3 separate regions of the Mus musculus genome follow, and regions 2 and 3 are each linked to region 1. A link is a contact called in public HiCAR-type and HiChIP or PLAC-seq data. All regions are on one chromosome and are shown on one strand. The core of a region is the stretch at or near the end of the contact, and the rest is flanking DNA. Distances in the headings are between cores, read along the strand shown. Region 1 has its middle 13 kb from the start of Wee1. Region 2 has its middle 14 kb from the start of Ctr9. Region 3 has its middle 15 kb from the start of Gm21123.

What was found. HiCAR-type assays count read pairs that join an accessible place to other places. HiChIP or PLAC-seq counts read pairs in DNA pulled down with a chosen protein or histone mark.
Region 2: a FOXA1 HiChIP or PLAC-seq map of pancreatic cancer cells shows a contact between it and region 1. The contact joins two enhancer-like sites. A contact is called at or near these places in 1 of 39 promoter capture datasets (the C10 cell line) and 2 of 115 datasets of contacts at active chromatin or transcription factors (embryonic stem cells and pancreatic cancer cells).
Region 3: a HiCAR-type map of fibro-adipogenic progenitors shows a contact between it and region 1, with 2.8 times the contacts expected there. The contact joins two enhancer-like sites. A contact is called at or near these places in 2 of 484 Hi-C or Micro-C datasets (adipose-derived mesenchymal stem cells and uterus) and 2 of 115 datasets of contacts at active chromatin or transcription factors (fibro-adipogenic progenitors and pancreatic cancer cells).

The regions. Positions count from the first base shown.
Region 1 is chr7:110,106,990-110,112,059 of GRCm38.p6, reverse strand. No RefSeq gene overlaps it. Among named protein-coding and RNA genes, the nearest start is that of Wee1, 13 kb to the left of the region's middle. Within about 2 kb of position 2,634, at least 283 of the 459 cell types and tissues checked have an H3K27ac peak or open chromatin away from gene starts, as enhancers often do. A contact at or near this core is called in fibro-adipogenic progenitors, pancreatic cancer cells and uterus, where this site is marked.
Region 2 is chr7:111,012,442-111,017,511 of GRCm38.p6, reverse strand. No RefSeq gene overlaps it. Among named protein-coding and RNA genes, the nearest start is that of Ctr9, 14 kb to the left of the region's middle. Within about 2 kb of position 2,396, at least 50 of the 459 cell types and tissues checked have an H3K27ac peak or open chromatin away from gene starts, as enhancers often do. A contact at or near this core is called in pancreatic cancer cells, where this site is marked.
Region 3 is chr7:110,712,667-110,717,736 of GRCm38.p6, reverse strand. It overlaps the pseudogene Gm18907. Among named protein-coding and RNA genes, the nearest start is that of Gm21123, 15 kb to the right of the region's middle. Within about 2 kb of position 2,061, at least 108 of the 459 cell types and tissues checked have an H3K27ac peak or open chromatin away from gene starts, as enhancers often do. A contact at or near this core is called in fibro-adipogenic progenitors, pancreatic cancer cells and uterus, where this site is marked.

The DNA.
Region 1 (5,070 bases), core at 1,385-3,884:
TAAAGGTGTGTGCCACCACTGCCGGGCTATGACACTGGTTTTGATTCACTATTTTCTTTGGCAGAGACAACTCTAAAGGTTTCCATTTAGCCTTGCCAACCTTAATAGCCAAAGGTAAGGGAACCAATGTGAGAATTTTGCCAGTTTCTAAGTATATCTATCCTAATTATACATCCTGAAACAGGGGAAAGGACCACAGAATGAATTTGGGGATCTACTGTACCTACTGAGTCAGACATCAGCCAAATTGCCATTAGTTGACTGGCCTCCATAAGTCCCTACTTTAACTGGAGGGTCACCATGTTTCTTGGGATCTCCTGGGATCATTGTCAATTGAGAGCCAGGATCTAATAGACCTCTGGTAATTCTGATTATTACTTTTCTCCAAGTGTACAGTTACCCTTGTAAAAGGAAGTAGATCCCTCTGAGGAAGAACTGGAGAAAGGCTAACAGCAAAACTTTTAGGTGTCTCATCAACAAGGTCCTTCCTCAGGGAAACCTGGCTACCCCTTCCTTCAAGGGCTTCTGGGTCTGCAAACTGGCTCAAGTCTGGAAATTGATTCACTGGCCAAGATTACTTTTTACAATGACCCAAAGTAGCCTTTCTTTCATTTGAGAATTCTCCTTATACAGAGCAATCAGAAATGCAGTAGGCTTCTTATCTATTTCTTACCTGGAAACACCAAAAGTTGACTTCTCAGTCCCATGAGGCCGGGTGTTGCAGCCAGTACTCAGTATAAGCTGGAATCCTGAAGAAGAGTGAGTCTTCCTTCTTCCTCCAATGTCTTTGTATGAGCCTCCAGGAGAAGGCATGGCTCAGTCTAAAGGTGTGTACCACCACACCTGGGCCTAAACTGTTCTTTACTTGAAACTTACCCTCCCAGGATGACCTTGAACTCAGAGAGCTGCTTTGCCTCTGTCTCCTGGGATTAAATTCGTGTTCTCCCTCACCTGGGCCTAAATTTTCCATGACCACTGTGCCTCAAGATCTGGATAAAAAGTCTGTGTCTTCCAGCCTCAAGATCTGGATCAGGGGGCTGGCAAGATGGCTTAGTGGGTAAGAGCACTGACTGCTCTTCTGAAGGTCCTGAGTTCAAAACCCAGCACCCACATGGTGGCTCACCACCACCCATAATGAGATCTGACATCCTCTTCTGGTACTTCTGACGTCAGCTACAGTGTACTTATGTATAATAATAAATAAATCTTAAAAAAAAGATCTGGATCACAGGTGAGCCCTCCATTTCTCATTCATTTCATGTATAGTCAAGTTTACAACTGGGAAGAGCCTTCACACATACCAACATGGTGTATACAACCTCCAAACTATCTAACTTTTGAAATTATTATACAGCAAGAGTCTAATTTTTTGTCTCCTTTATCTCTCTCACACATACCATGCATATACCCAACAGTAAGCAATTAAAAACAAAGTATCAGAATGGTATCCAACAAAGAGTGATACATTTTAGGATCTTGGGGAAAAAATGCATAATTGTGTCAGCAATTAAGAGCACTGTCTGCTCTTCCAGAGGACTTGGTCCAGTTCCAAGGACCCACATGGCAACTCACAACGTTCCAGGGGATCTGATGCCCTCTTCTATCTTCCACTAACACAAGGCACACATGGTGCACAGTCGTACTTGCAGGCAAAACACTGGTAAAATTAAAATGAAGCCAAAATAGGGTGTGGGGAGGGGTAGGTGGGAGGCCAGGGTGGCTGCAAGCAGCATGGATTTTGACGGTAACCTAGCATATTAGTGGGAGGAGGCTAACTCCAGTTATCTCTGCAGCTCTCGGCCATCAGACAGGAAGTCCTTTCTCAAGAGAAAATGCAGACTGCCCCCACCCCCAATCCCAGTCACATCACTGCAACATAAGAGTTCACAAGCAGCATATTTCAGACTTGCAGCTCTATGGAGCACCAAACCAAACTAACTCTTGTATTTCCTATTTGCTTTCTGTGGTCATTTCAGGGTTCCTCTGTATAATCCCCACTGTCCTAGAACTCAATGTAGGCCAGGCTGGCCTCGAATTTACAGGCATCCAACTGCCTCTGCCTCTGGAGTCCTAGAATTAAAGGCATGCACTAACACCACCCAAATTAATTTTTATTTTTATTGCAATACTGGGGATGAAACCCAGAGCCCTGTACATGCTAGGCAAGTGTTCTACACTTCTAGTCTCACAGTAGCAATTTTGTAATCCATCACAACCCCACCCCCCACCGCCTCATCCCGCTTCTTGAGCTGGGGGTGTATAGTGCAGGGGAGAGTGTGTGGCTGGCATGTACAAAACTCAGGGTTCAATCCTCGTTACCTTGCTCTTAACAAAGACATAAAGGGATGCTTTTTTTTAATTTTATTTTTAAGTAAAAAGATCACAGAAATGTCCTAAATAAAAATCCCGAGTCCCAAACAGATCAGCCACTAGAAAAGCAGATAATCGAGTAATTGCCCGTCCCTGGGATTTGTGACATGTACAGGAAATGATCTGGGTGACCACACCAGGAGCAACAAGGACAGCTCCTGTTGGCTGGTCACACTGTAATGAATTAAGCAGGCTTTGCTGAAGTTGGAGCAGTACATAAGACGTGGTGACTTCTTCAGTGAGTCAGAAACCTTGTCGGGGAGGGGGAGGGGCGCGACGGCTGCCTCCCGGCCTCCCGTTCCTCCCTTGCTGGTTTCTAGCAGCAACTAAACAGTGTTTGGCTTTTGTTGTCGGGGCCTGATGACTCACTGGTAAGTTTTAAAGTTCTGTAAAGGACCCTGCTTCACCGCAGATAGGATCAAGATGAGCTCACCCAGCAGCTGGGTAGGTAAAGAGAACCCAGCTCTGTGACTTGGTCAGGCAGTTGGAAGCCCAGATGCATACACAGAGGAAAACAAACACCACTTCCTAAGTGCAACAACCAAGTCCCCATATGACTGTGTCTCATGTTTAAACATCATGCTTAGCCTACCACCTCCAGGCTGCCTTCACACAGGTCAGAACAGGAGACAAATCACACATGCTACAGGAAGTGTTGCTTTGGAAGAGCTGAGAGGGCAGAGAACATTCCAGGGGCAGCTACAGGAGAGGCTGTCCTCGGACCACCCTCCATATGTGTTCTATGGCATGATGTTCCCACACGTACAGAAAAATAAATAGTACTAAAATGTTTTACTGAAAAAATTTTTTTTCCAAGACAGGGTTTCTCTGTATAGTCCTGGCTGTCCTGAAACTCATTTTGTAGAGCAGGCTGGCCTCGAACTCAGAAATCCACCTGCCTCTGCCTCCCAAGTGCTGGGATCAAAGGCATGCCCCACCACTGCCACCACCACCTGGTATTTTTTTTTTTTTTTTAATTATATGTAAGTACACTGTAGCTGTCTTCAGACACACCAGAAGAGGGAGTCAGATCTCATTACTAGATCAGTCAGATCTAATTTGTTTTTAAAAATGTTTTTAAAGACTGTTTTAGGGGCTGGAGTGATGGCTCAGTGGCTAAGAGCACCCGACTGCTCTTCCGAAGGTCCAGAGTTCAAATCCCAGCAACCACATGGTGGCTCACAACCATCCGTACGTAACAAGATCTGACGCCCTCTTCTGGTGTGTCTGAAGACAGCTACAGTGTACTTACATACAATAATAAATAAATCTTTAAAAAAAAGGGGGGGGGGGCTGGAGAGATGGCTCAGAGGTTAAGAGCACCGACTGCTCTTCCAAAGGTCCTGAGTTCAAATCCCAGCAACCACATGGTGGCTCGCATGTCTGAAAACAGCTACAGTGTGCTTACATATAATAAATAAATATTTTTTAAAAAAAAGACTGTTTTAGTGATTTCTGAGATAATGTATTATTTGACCCAGAGCCCTTATAGAAACATTTCTGCAGATTGCAAAATACGAACAGTACATACAAAAGTATGTCTATTGCTGCCTTGTTAGTTCCTTTAGTGAATCCATACTAAGATTTATCTACAGGCCAGATATTGGGAACTGAGAACAACTGGGAATATTGGATATTGGGAACAATACAGTGATACACTACAAAGTCCTTTTGAGACTTTTTTTTGAGAGAGAGAGAGATAAAGGTTTGTGACAGGGTCTGCCTATTTAGCCCAGGCTGGCCTCTTGCCTCAGCCTTCTGAGTACTAGGATTACAAGTGTATAGCTCAAGGCATCCAAGTCCAGCTTCTGCCTCTGCTAGTTGAGCATTTCTTGCTGTCTCTTTTAAGGACTGTGAGAGCATGCGCCCACCCAGGAAGCCCAGCACTGCCCCTCTGTCTCCCAGTTACATCTTCAAAGGCTCTTTTGCCATATAAAAGAAGAGTAAGACCTGTGTGAGTTATGATCTCACTGCATTGAGAGCTAGTCAGCTATCGATATAGGAAGCACTTCCTGGCTTTCCGGAGCCACCAGTCCAGGACCATCCCACACAGTCCTGCAGGAGCACCAGGCAGCTGGGCTCACAGTTTATGTGCACAGTTCTCTCCTAGGCCGTTTCCAAACTCTATCCACCATCCTTCACATGATGAGTTTTTCCATTCCTGAGCGTATAGACATAGGACATATAAGTAGGAACACAGTTCGGTCAAAGGCTCGTGTATGCAAAATCCATTTCCATTTATTTGTGTGTGTGTGTGTGTGTGTTATGTGTGCAGTGTGTGAGTGTGTGTGTGTGTGTGTGTGTGTGTGTGTATGTGTGGTATGTGTGCAGTGTGTGTGTGTGTGTGTGTGTGTGTGTGTGTGTGTGTGGTATGTGTGCAGTGTGTGTGTGTGTGTGTGTGGTATGTGTGCAGTGTGTGTGTGTGTGTATTTCAAGACAGGGTTTCTCTGTATAGCCTTGGCTGTCCTGGAACAACTCTCTCTTTAGACCAGGCTAGCTTTGAACTTACAGAGATCCATCTGTCTCTGCCTCTCAAGAGATGGGATTAAAGTCTTGCACCGCCACTGGCCAGCCTTATATTTTTGATAATGGGAGTGTTTAACGTTTTGGTGCAGGAAATTGAACCCTGGCTACTGTGCATGCCAAACCAAGAGCTCTGCCACCATACTATATCCCTAGCCCCACCAAATTTTAGTTGTT
Region 2 (5,070 bases), core at 1,147-3,646, 910 kb before region 1:
GCATGCCTGAAGAGAAGGCAGGAGACAATTCCAGTTCCTGTTTGAAGGGACTATGAAGGACCCGTGTCATGAGCATGGGAAACAGGGAAAAAAGGATGAGATGTTTTGGAAAGAAGGCTAGATTAAAATGCATTTTTAGACTATTTATTTTGTTTTATGTGCATGAGTATTTTGCCTGCATGTATGTTTGTGTATCATGCATGTGCCTTATGTCCAGGAAGGTTAGAAGAAAGTTGCATTCCTTGAGACTGGAGTTACAGATGATTGTGAGTTGTTGTGTGGATGCTGTCATCCAAACTCAGATCCACAGTAAGAGCCACAAGTGCTCTTAGTAGCTGAGCCATCTCTCTAGCAATGTGGGCCAGATTTGGTAAAACCTCTAGATTTGAAGCGTGGGGGTGTGGTGTGTGTGACAAGCTGCAGATTCCCAAAGAATAGCAATGACATTCTGACTGTCATGTGGAGGGTGGTGGGAGGACCGAGAGAGCCACACCTGGTGTGGACCAGGCCCGGGAAGGTGTTGATCATTTGTGTGAGCAGTGGAGAAAGAAAGGAAGGGAAGTCAAGACTGGGTGCAGAGTGAGAGCAGGAAGGAACGGAGGCTAATTCCTGAAGCGCCTTGCCATGCACAGCCTTTCTGAACCGTTCACCTAGCCACCTAAACACATGTGTTTAAAATGCCGGTGGCTCAAGGAACACTGAAGGACTTAACACCGCATTTGGGCTTATTGACATTCTAAGATCTCAGAGAGTATTGGATTTGCTGAGATGGGGTGAGTTACAGGAGAAAGGCGCTGGGACCTTGCTGGGCTGGGTTTTTATTAAAAAGCTCACTGTACCTCAGAGACACTTGTACATCCAGGCTTCCTCTGCTGTAGTCCCAACAGCCAGGTAGTGAAGCCACCCTTGACGCCCATCAACAGGTTCACGGAGACGGAAATGTACGGATACACAGTGGGATTAGGTTTAGTTGTAAAGAATGAAATTATGACATTTTCAGAAAAGTAGATGGAACTAGAGACCATTGTGTTAAGCAAAATTAGCCAGAGAAAGACAAGTACTATGTATTTTCACTTGATACAAACAAAATCTAGAGAAAAAAATTTGTGTGTATATATGGTGTGTGTGTGTATGACATGAAAGAAGAAATGAGACCATGAGAGAAGAGGATGGAAGGTGGGAAGATGACCATGGAATATAGTGTCACAGAATGGGGACCATGTGGGAAGGAAAGGGACCAGCGAATGGGGCTTTGTGCATGGGGGGGCAGTGTATGTGGGGCAGAGAAACAAGGAATGTGTATGAACACATCACAGTGTGATTCCTCTCTGTGTACTAACCAAAAAGTTAAAATAAAGAGGGCGGGTGCCTAGGAAACCCACATGTAGGCAGAAAAGTGTTTATTTCATCTGCAGTCTGCAGAGAGGTCTACACGGAGACACCAGCCACCATACAGATCTTGTTTAGAATCACGACAATGGGGCAAGAAATGTAGACAGAAAAGAGCAGGAGACAGACCCTGAGGGATGCCGGTTCCCAGAGCCTGGAGGGGTCCACCAGGGGCGGGCAGAAAGAGGGACAGGCACCATCTCCCAGTCTTCCTTTGCAGCCTTCTGTGGCCTCCTGTGCTTTTACAGGACAGCCTGGCCCCAATGCGCTTCTGGCTTCATCTCTCCTGGCTCCTTGCCTCTCCCTGTCCAGTGCCCCCTTACCCTCCCACCCCACTGCAGGTCTGTTTGTTTTTTTAATTGTCAGCCTGACTCACTGCTGTGTTGATTCAGGGCAAGAAGCACCAAGGATTGTTCCTTTTTTTGTTTCTTTCCTTTCCTTGGTTCTGACATAGTATCTAGCAAACAGCAGGCATACAGTAAGTTTGATTCAGGAATGGCTACACTCTTTAACTCGACTGTGACTCTGTAAAGTAGCCTTACCCCATCTTTACCTTTTTGGTTTTTTTAGAAACAAATCAAGGACAGGATCCTTGGAACAAGAAGGTGACTTTTCACTAGTACCCCAGAGCTCTTGACTCTAGCTGCATATGTATCAAAAGATGGCCTAGTCGGCCATCACTGGAAAGAGAGGCCCATTGGACAGGCAAACTTTATATGCCCCAGTACAGGGGAACGCCAGGGCCAAAAAATTGGGAATGGGTGGGTAGGGGAGTGGGGGTGGGGGAGGGTGTGGGGGACTTTTGGGATAGCATTGGAAATGTAATTGAGGAAAATACGTAATAAAAAAAAAAAAAAAAGAAAGGTGACTTTTCACAGGATCCAGCATAGTGAGTAGTGTTGGGTGGGTGAAGTGTTGGTGAGCCTTGTTTTAGGGTCGATGAATGGGTAGTTGCTGGGGAGCCAGAGGCTGTATAGTCCAGCAGGGGGCAGCAGAGGGCCATGCAAAGCAGGGACTTCCGGCCATTGCATGGGCTTCTCTAGATCTCAGCTGAACTTGGTGCTTACAAGAGTCAAGACAGAGTGTTGAGATCTGCTGATACAGCACTGAGTGCCAGTGTCTTCCTGTGGGTCCCTGGGAAAAAGAAAAATAAGGTGGGAAGACGGGTGGAGGTGGATGTGACAACGGGGCTGCCTCACACTTGGATGTAGTGACTACAAGTGGGATTTGGGGCCCTTTTTGCTTCAGCCAGGCAGGGAGCTAGGAAGGGTTAAAGTGCTGGTCCCAGGACATACATGGTTGGAAATAACTTTCTTTCGTTCTCTAAACTAGTTTTCCTTCTCTCTCTCTCTCTCTCTCTCTCTCTCTCTCTCTCTCTCTCTCTCTCTTTCAGCAGGTTTTAGTGTTTGTTTTATATGTCCAACCTGTCACAGGTGCTGCTGGGGAAGGGGATTTTGCAGCAGGTCATTGGGGGCCATCGAGGCCACAGCAGCAGTGACCAGAGTGCAAGGTCTTGCATGGAAACTGATTTTGGTTTCTCAATTCACACACTTTGCATAAATGTGAACCACAACATAAATCCACAAGCCACGTGCATGTACTTATGTGCACATATCATCCATGTAACATTCACTCATGTGCTCAAAGGCATACACCTGCTACCCACGACCTATCATGCATACATACTAACTCACAGTCTAACACACCAGGGGGTGGGGCTCTGCAGTGGGTTTTATGGATACATTCCAAGTTCCTCTTTCTCACCTCCATGTCCGTGTGCAGAGAGAGCAACAGTGTGATTTAAGTCTAGGATCAAACCAACTCTCAGCTAATGGTACCAACACAACCTCAGCCCCTCTACATCGCCTTGGTGGCTGCAGCTGTTCTAAGAGTGAATGAGGGAGGAAGTAGCTGTGGAAGCTGTCGGCTGCTGCTCTGTTACCCCCAAGAAAAGGCCAAGTCAGAAAACGCTGATGGAGATGTGCAGACAAGAGGCTTGCAGACAGAGCTGGCAGTGGTTTTCCACCACCCCAGTATTTGGAGCCTTGGGACAGCCTATGCCACCTCTCGACTTTAGGTTCTGATACCACATTGCCGTGTGTCTTTAATTCGTTCATATTGGGCTTTTCTGTTTCTTATATCCAGGATTCTCAGTGAGAAGCAGCTCCCGTCGGAGCTCTTGATGAAGGCCGGGAACAGGCCCAGCCTCTGCTTTCCCTCCTTTCCTTTTGGTCTCTTGATCCTTAGTGTGACCACAAGGCACTGTGTGCAGTTCATGGAACTTCATGTAGGAGAAGACAGTTGTGCTTAAACCAGGATGGATGGCAGCCTCTCTCTCTCTCTCTTCTAAAGAGAGTGACACAATTCAAACCCTGGGGAAGACTGGCTCTCTAAGTGGATCTTAATATTTTGTAGAGGCCGAGATGAGAGTCAGGCCAGTGCCTTTGGATTTGGAGGGCGGAAAATCTTTGCTGTCACCCTGCTCCTCCCTCCAATCTCTCTAGCCACTCTGAGGGTGAGCATTACTTACCCTGCTTGGAAGATGGATTATGAAGATGTCTCAGAGAGGATGCCTTCTGCTCAACACAGAGTGGAGCTCAGCCTCCCGTCTAGGGTTCTTTGGCTCAAAAGCTTGTGGGTGCCTCTCCAGGAGGGAACGGCCTTGATTGAACTCAGACTGTTCATGTGATCTGCTTTGGGTAGGCTCTTTGGAGGAGAAAAGGGTAATGAAGAACTAAGACCTCAAAAGTTCTTGTATCTGACTTTATCTGACTTTCACCAGAGTGGTGGAGGAAGCAGGGAAGAGGGCCTTATAGTAGGTTCTCATTGTGGTGAGTAGGACAGGCAAGGTGGACCTTAGAAAGCCAGTTCTGGGCTGGGGCTGGGGCTGGGGCTGGGGCTGGGGCTGGGGCTCGCCCGATAAAGTGCTCAAAACACGAGGACCTGAGGCTGATCCCCAGGACCATAGTTAAATACAAAAGAGCTGAATGTGGTAGTGCACTTGTGTAATCCAACTCTGGGGACACTGGGACAGGCCTAGGCCACCAGGCCAGCCCCAGGTCTCAGTGAAAGACCTATTCTTAAAAATCATGATGGAGGCTAGAGAAATGGCTCAGTGCCTCAGAGGATCTGGTTTGATTCCCAGCACCCATGCTACAGCTCTCAGCTACCTGGAACTTCAGCCCCAGGAGATTCAGCACCCCCCTCTTGCCATCTTAGGTACTGCAAACACCAGGTGTATTCATAGACATACAGGCAAAACACTCATACACATAAAATACAAATGAACAAACCTTAAAAACAAAAAACTGATGGTTCTGCCTACAAGATGACACCTGAGACTGTACTTTGACCTCCATATTCATGTGCACACACACGTACACTCACATGAATCCACACTTACATGAACACTTACCCACTCACATGAACACCCTCCTACATGAACGCACATACACAAGCACACACATACATGAACCTAACACAGGAACACATACATGAGCACACATATGAACACCCACCTACACGAACACACACCACATACATGAACACAACACAGGAACACCCACCCACACGAACACCCATCACATGAAAACACACACACACACACGCACACGCAAAAGAGAAGAGAAAAGACAACAGCTCCTTTGGGGTGTGGGCCTGCAGCATAGGAACTGGCCATGT
Region 3 (5,070 bases), core at 812-3,311, 610 kb before region 1:
CTGTGTCTTTGTCTGTGTCTGTGTCTGTGTCTCTGTGTGTGTCTGTTTCTGTCTCTGACTCTCTTTTCCTCTCTTTCTCTCTCTGGGTGTCTGTCTGTCTGTCTGTCTCTCTCTCTCTCTCTCTCACTCTCTCACACACCACACACACACACACACACACACACACACACACACACACAGGTTCTACCCCTCTGGATAACCTGAGTAATAATAATACACTCTTTTCTTCTACTTCATCCATAAACAAGGGTGCAACCTTAGCGTCCCTCAGTGGCATGGAGGACTTCGAGGACATCAAGGGCCCTGGGTACCAGGCTGAGCATCTGCTCCTTGCAACCCTTCCAGGAAGAGCCTGACTCATATCCAGTGCTGAGTCTCTTGCAGCCATCGGAGAATGCTACTAGAAAATGGATTTAATTAAAAAAAAAAAACAAAGTTGACACTAAGGTCAAGCATCCACATCAAAGATTACATATCAGAACGAGACAGTCACCAAGACCTCGATTTCCATTGCACAGTGACTCACTTGCTTATTCAACAAATCTTTACCGAATGTGTGTATAGGCCAAGTTTTCTTCTAGGTGCTGAGAATGCAGCAACAAAGGAGACAACCACACTCAAGCAGGAGAGACAGGGAACGTGCAGACTGAGATCTAATACCTTCTGTGTTGAGAAAAGGCTCTGGAAAGAAACTGAGCCCAGGAGGAGAGTGGACCAAGAGAGGCAGGTGAAGAAGGTCTAGCTGCTGTAAGATGTACAGAGGCTACAGTTCAAGTGACATTTGAAAGGAGGTCAGAGGTAGGCCAGGAAGCTCTAAGAGGAAAGCAGCTTCAGAGAGCAGCCAGCGACGGTAGAGCTCCCAAGGAGGCAACGGGGTGAGCGGCTTGAGCCAGCAGAGCCAGGACGGATCTAGGAGGGAGAGCAGAGAAGCAGCAGAGGCAGGCCAAGCATGGACTGAAGAACAGACAGTCACTAAATGTAGGTCCAAGAGAGGTGTCCTAACTGTAAAACTCCCAAGAGGAGGCAGTTCAGAGTGTGAGGACCTGGGTTTGAGATCCATCAACAAGAGACAGCTCACAAGAAAGAGAAGAAAGGGAAGGGGTAGGGTTCCCTAGATAGTGATTCAGGGCCCACCATTCCTGAGCTGCAATATACCCAGAGAAACCCATGGATAAACTTCCTGCCTCTTTTGTTTTGTCTCATCCCTAGAGGTAGGACTGGCTTTAACCCCAAGGTGAAGTAGTTGAGGATGGGAGGAAGGCCAATGAGGGAGAAGGCCACCAAGATCCATCTCTGCAAGTTGATGCTGGTATTACTTTTGGCTTTATTTGTTTGTTTGATTGATTGGTTGATTGGTTGGTACTTTTTTGGTTTTTAAGACAGTTTCACTTTGTAGCCCAGGCTACCCTTGAACTTATTATATAGCCCAGGCTTGCACCCAAACTCTTAGTGACCCTCCTGTCTCCACATCTTACCATCTTTCTATCCCTCCAACAACATTCTATAGTTATTGCCAACACTTGTCCCTTATCCACCACTGATTCCATATGGTGGGGAGAAGAGAGAGAGAGACCCTGTTCAAGTGTCAGGATCACCCACAATCGGAAGGTGGAGCCTTCCTCCCTGAAAAAGTTGCTTGGCGATCCCTGTTTAGTAAACAAAGACAAGTAACTAGTCATAAAGGGCTCTGCCCCATCCCAGTGTGTCCTCTAAAGCCCAGGATAGGGGCAGCAAGAACCCAGGTCCCTTGTGCTAAGCCCCGAAGCAAATTCAAAGCCCTCAGCAAGAAATTGTTCCTGAGCTGGAAGCCAGAGCGGCACGCTGTGTTCTCCTACCCCTCAAAGAGACGTGCCGCTTCCTTTTCCAATGTCCCCTTTCTGTCTGGAACATGGGGAGGACTATGAGTGCCACACACACACACACACACACACAACTAGAGCTGGTGACTCAGAGGCCACCTGCATCTATTTTCTAGCTCTGCCTGTGGCACATCCTCTGTTCCTGCTTCCAAGCCGCCAGTGAGCAGTGCCCTCTGCCTGGGCTACATCTGAACACTGAAGCATTCTTTCAGGATTTGTCACTTTCTGAGAGGGCTTACATAAAGAGGAACTGTTTCCAGGACTGAGCAAGGACTCACCAATGGAATTTAGAACAATCCTCGGAAAAGCTAGTCCCCTAGAGAAGGGAAAATTCCCTGCCCTAGCAGACTCATCACTTGCGAGCAGCCCTGAGCCTGCAGGGACCCTCCAAGGAGAAGAACAGTAGAGAACCCAACCCCTGAGCCCTGTGCTCTGGAAGTTTTACAGAGCCTGGATGCTAGGGCTGTTTATGGGGATGGAATGAGAAAGCTCTCACTACCCTGCCTCTTCTCGATAAGCACACATCCCAGCCTGCAGCTCTTTGATACCAACTTCATGTTCCCCCACACTGCTCCCATCTGCTGGAGATGCTCAGATGCTTCTCAAATCTCTCAAAGACAGCAGCCAAAGCTGATCTCTGAACACTTGGCTCCACTCTGCAAAGATACCCTGTTTGCTATCTCTATCTAATGACCTCAGGTTTGGGCAACCTGGGAGTCGGGCATGAAGGCCCCTTGCCCTGGACTGCCAGCTCTACGCTCAGAAGTGTCTCCCGTGAGATGAGATCAAGCCACCATCACTTCCCCATAGACTTTGGAGTAAGGACCTTTAGTGGAAGCTTCCTGACCGGTACTCACCTTCCCTTAGATTTTGCCTCAGCTGTGTCTCCTGCATTCAACCTTCACCACACTTCATTCGACTCTCTGCCGTGCTATTCTTCAACCGGTCTTTCTATAACATATTTTCTTTACTCCCTCGGAGCCTTAGATTCTTTAAAGAGAGAGTTTCACTATGTAGCTCAGGTTGGTCACAAATACAATGCAGGCAAGGATGACTTTGAACTCCTGAGCCCCTAGCTTCAACCATCTAAGCACTGGGATTTTAGGTGTGGCCTTAACATTTTTTTCCCTTCTTTGTGATTGTGTGTATGTTGTTGATTCTCTAGTACAGTTTTCAGATCTCAGGGTCTCCTCCCAGAGAGCTTATGCTGACACCCTCTTGCTCCCTTTTGGTCTTCCCTTTATTTCCTACATAGCATTTAGCCAACACAAGGCATATTTTAACAATAATTATATGCTTGCCTGTTTCTTGTCAGTCTTCCCTGCTATTGCTTCTCATGAGCATAGATTGGAAATAGGCACTTCAGAGAGCCCTGGGAATCAGAACCCTGGAGTTCAGGGGAGAGAACAATATTCCTTGAGGGAAGAGAGCATTTCTCACACCATGTTCCTACTGTCTATCTCAGATCCTGGCAGAGAATTTTCCTGGATGGATGGATGGATAGATGGATGGATGGATGGATGGATGGATGGATGGACAGAGGGTATATGGATGGACAAATGGATGGATGGACTGATGGGTGGATGGACTGATGGGTGGATGGATGGATGGATGGATGGATGGATGGATGCTGGCTGCCTAGATGGATAGATGGATAGATGATGATGTATAGGTAATGCATGGATGATGGGTGAATTGATAAATGATGGTTGGATGGGATAACTTTAGTTTTGAGCAAAAAGTAATGGAAACCATGCCTAAGAAATGGGGAGTCGTGAGAATAGACTCTGTACCTACAGGAACCTTGGAGACCCATTTTAGAAATGTGGACAATGTCATTTCAGCCCCTGGATGAGAAAACTCACCCATGAGTGCACTCAGGAAATACCTTCCTGAATGATGAGATGGAAAATGAAAACCAAATGGCTGAGGAATGTGGCCTACTTCCCTCACTCTTCACTGAGGGCAGAGCTGCTTGGGCTCGGCTGGATCATGGACTGATGAGCTGATGAAGGAAGGATGACCCACAATACTCTGGGACGTGTTTACATGACAGGACTTGGTTTTGCAATATCAGCATACTTCCCTAGAACATCAGGGATAAATTCCAGAGGAGACGACTTGCTATATCCTATCAATCCCCAGTGACTCATACAACCAACCAAAGGAACACAAATGAAAGAGGCAGCTGACTGTTGGGTACAGATAAACACAATGACAGCTCAACACAATGGAGCAGGCAAGTCATCCTGTATCAAATGATATTAGAATGAGCTCACATGGAACCTTCTAGAATAGTTGGTGAGAGGCAGAGGATGGTGGCTGCCTAAGCTCCACACTACTACACTCACTTAGCATGCCTAGCCCACTCACAAGCTGTAGAACATGGTGAAAGAAATTAGTTATTTTGATGTTTGGGAAATCAAACCCAACACCATCAAGAAAGAGTTGAGAAGTACCCCCCCCCAAGCTAAAATGTTGCTTCTGCTACCAAGAGAATTGTGTATCAAAAAAGGCAGACAAGTAATTTAGAGGAAGAGATGGTGGTACTGGAGAGTCCCTTGAGGACATCTTTGATGTTTTCTGGAGGAGAGAAGGGATGATGCAGAGAGAAAAGAGAGGTAAACATTGTGTGTAAGCTTCAATAACCTTATACTTACACAAGGATGCAACAAGATTGGCTTTGCAAAAGAATGTGGTTTGTAACAGATGTGAATGCCTTGGTGGCAATAAAGGAGCTATAGCATGCTGGCCCAACTGCTGAGGCAGTGGATTCCAAATTTGGATTTTCAGAGAGAATGGGGAATGGTTCCAGAAATTCAGTCTGTGTGCAGGAAGTTCCAGGACCATGGAGAAGATTGGTCCCTCTTAAAGATGGATGTAAAGGCTGCAATAGAAAGAAGACTGGCTGAAGATTCTAGAAGATTGTGTTGGTTGGGAATTTTTGTCAACACCAGCTAGAATCATCTGAGAAGAGAGAACTTCAATTGAGAAAATGCCACCGTCAGATTGGCCTGTGGGCATTTCCTTGACTGAGGATCAATGTGGAAGGACCAAGCTCACTCATCCAACCATTCCTAGGCACTGGGATGTATAAGAAGCAAACTGAGCAAGTCTGGAGAAGCAAGCTGTTATGTTTCTCCATGGTCTCTAATTCAATCCCTGCCATCAGGTTCCTGCATTGAGTTTCTGCTCTAGGTTCCTGCCCTGA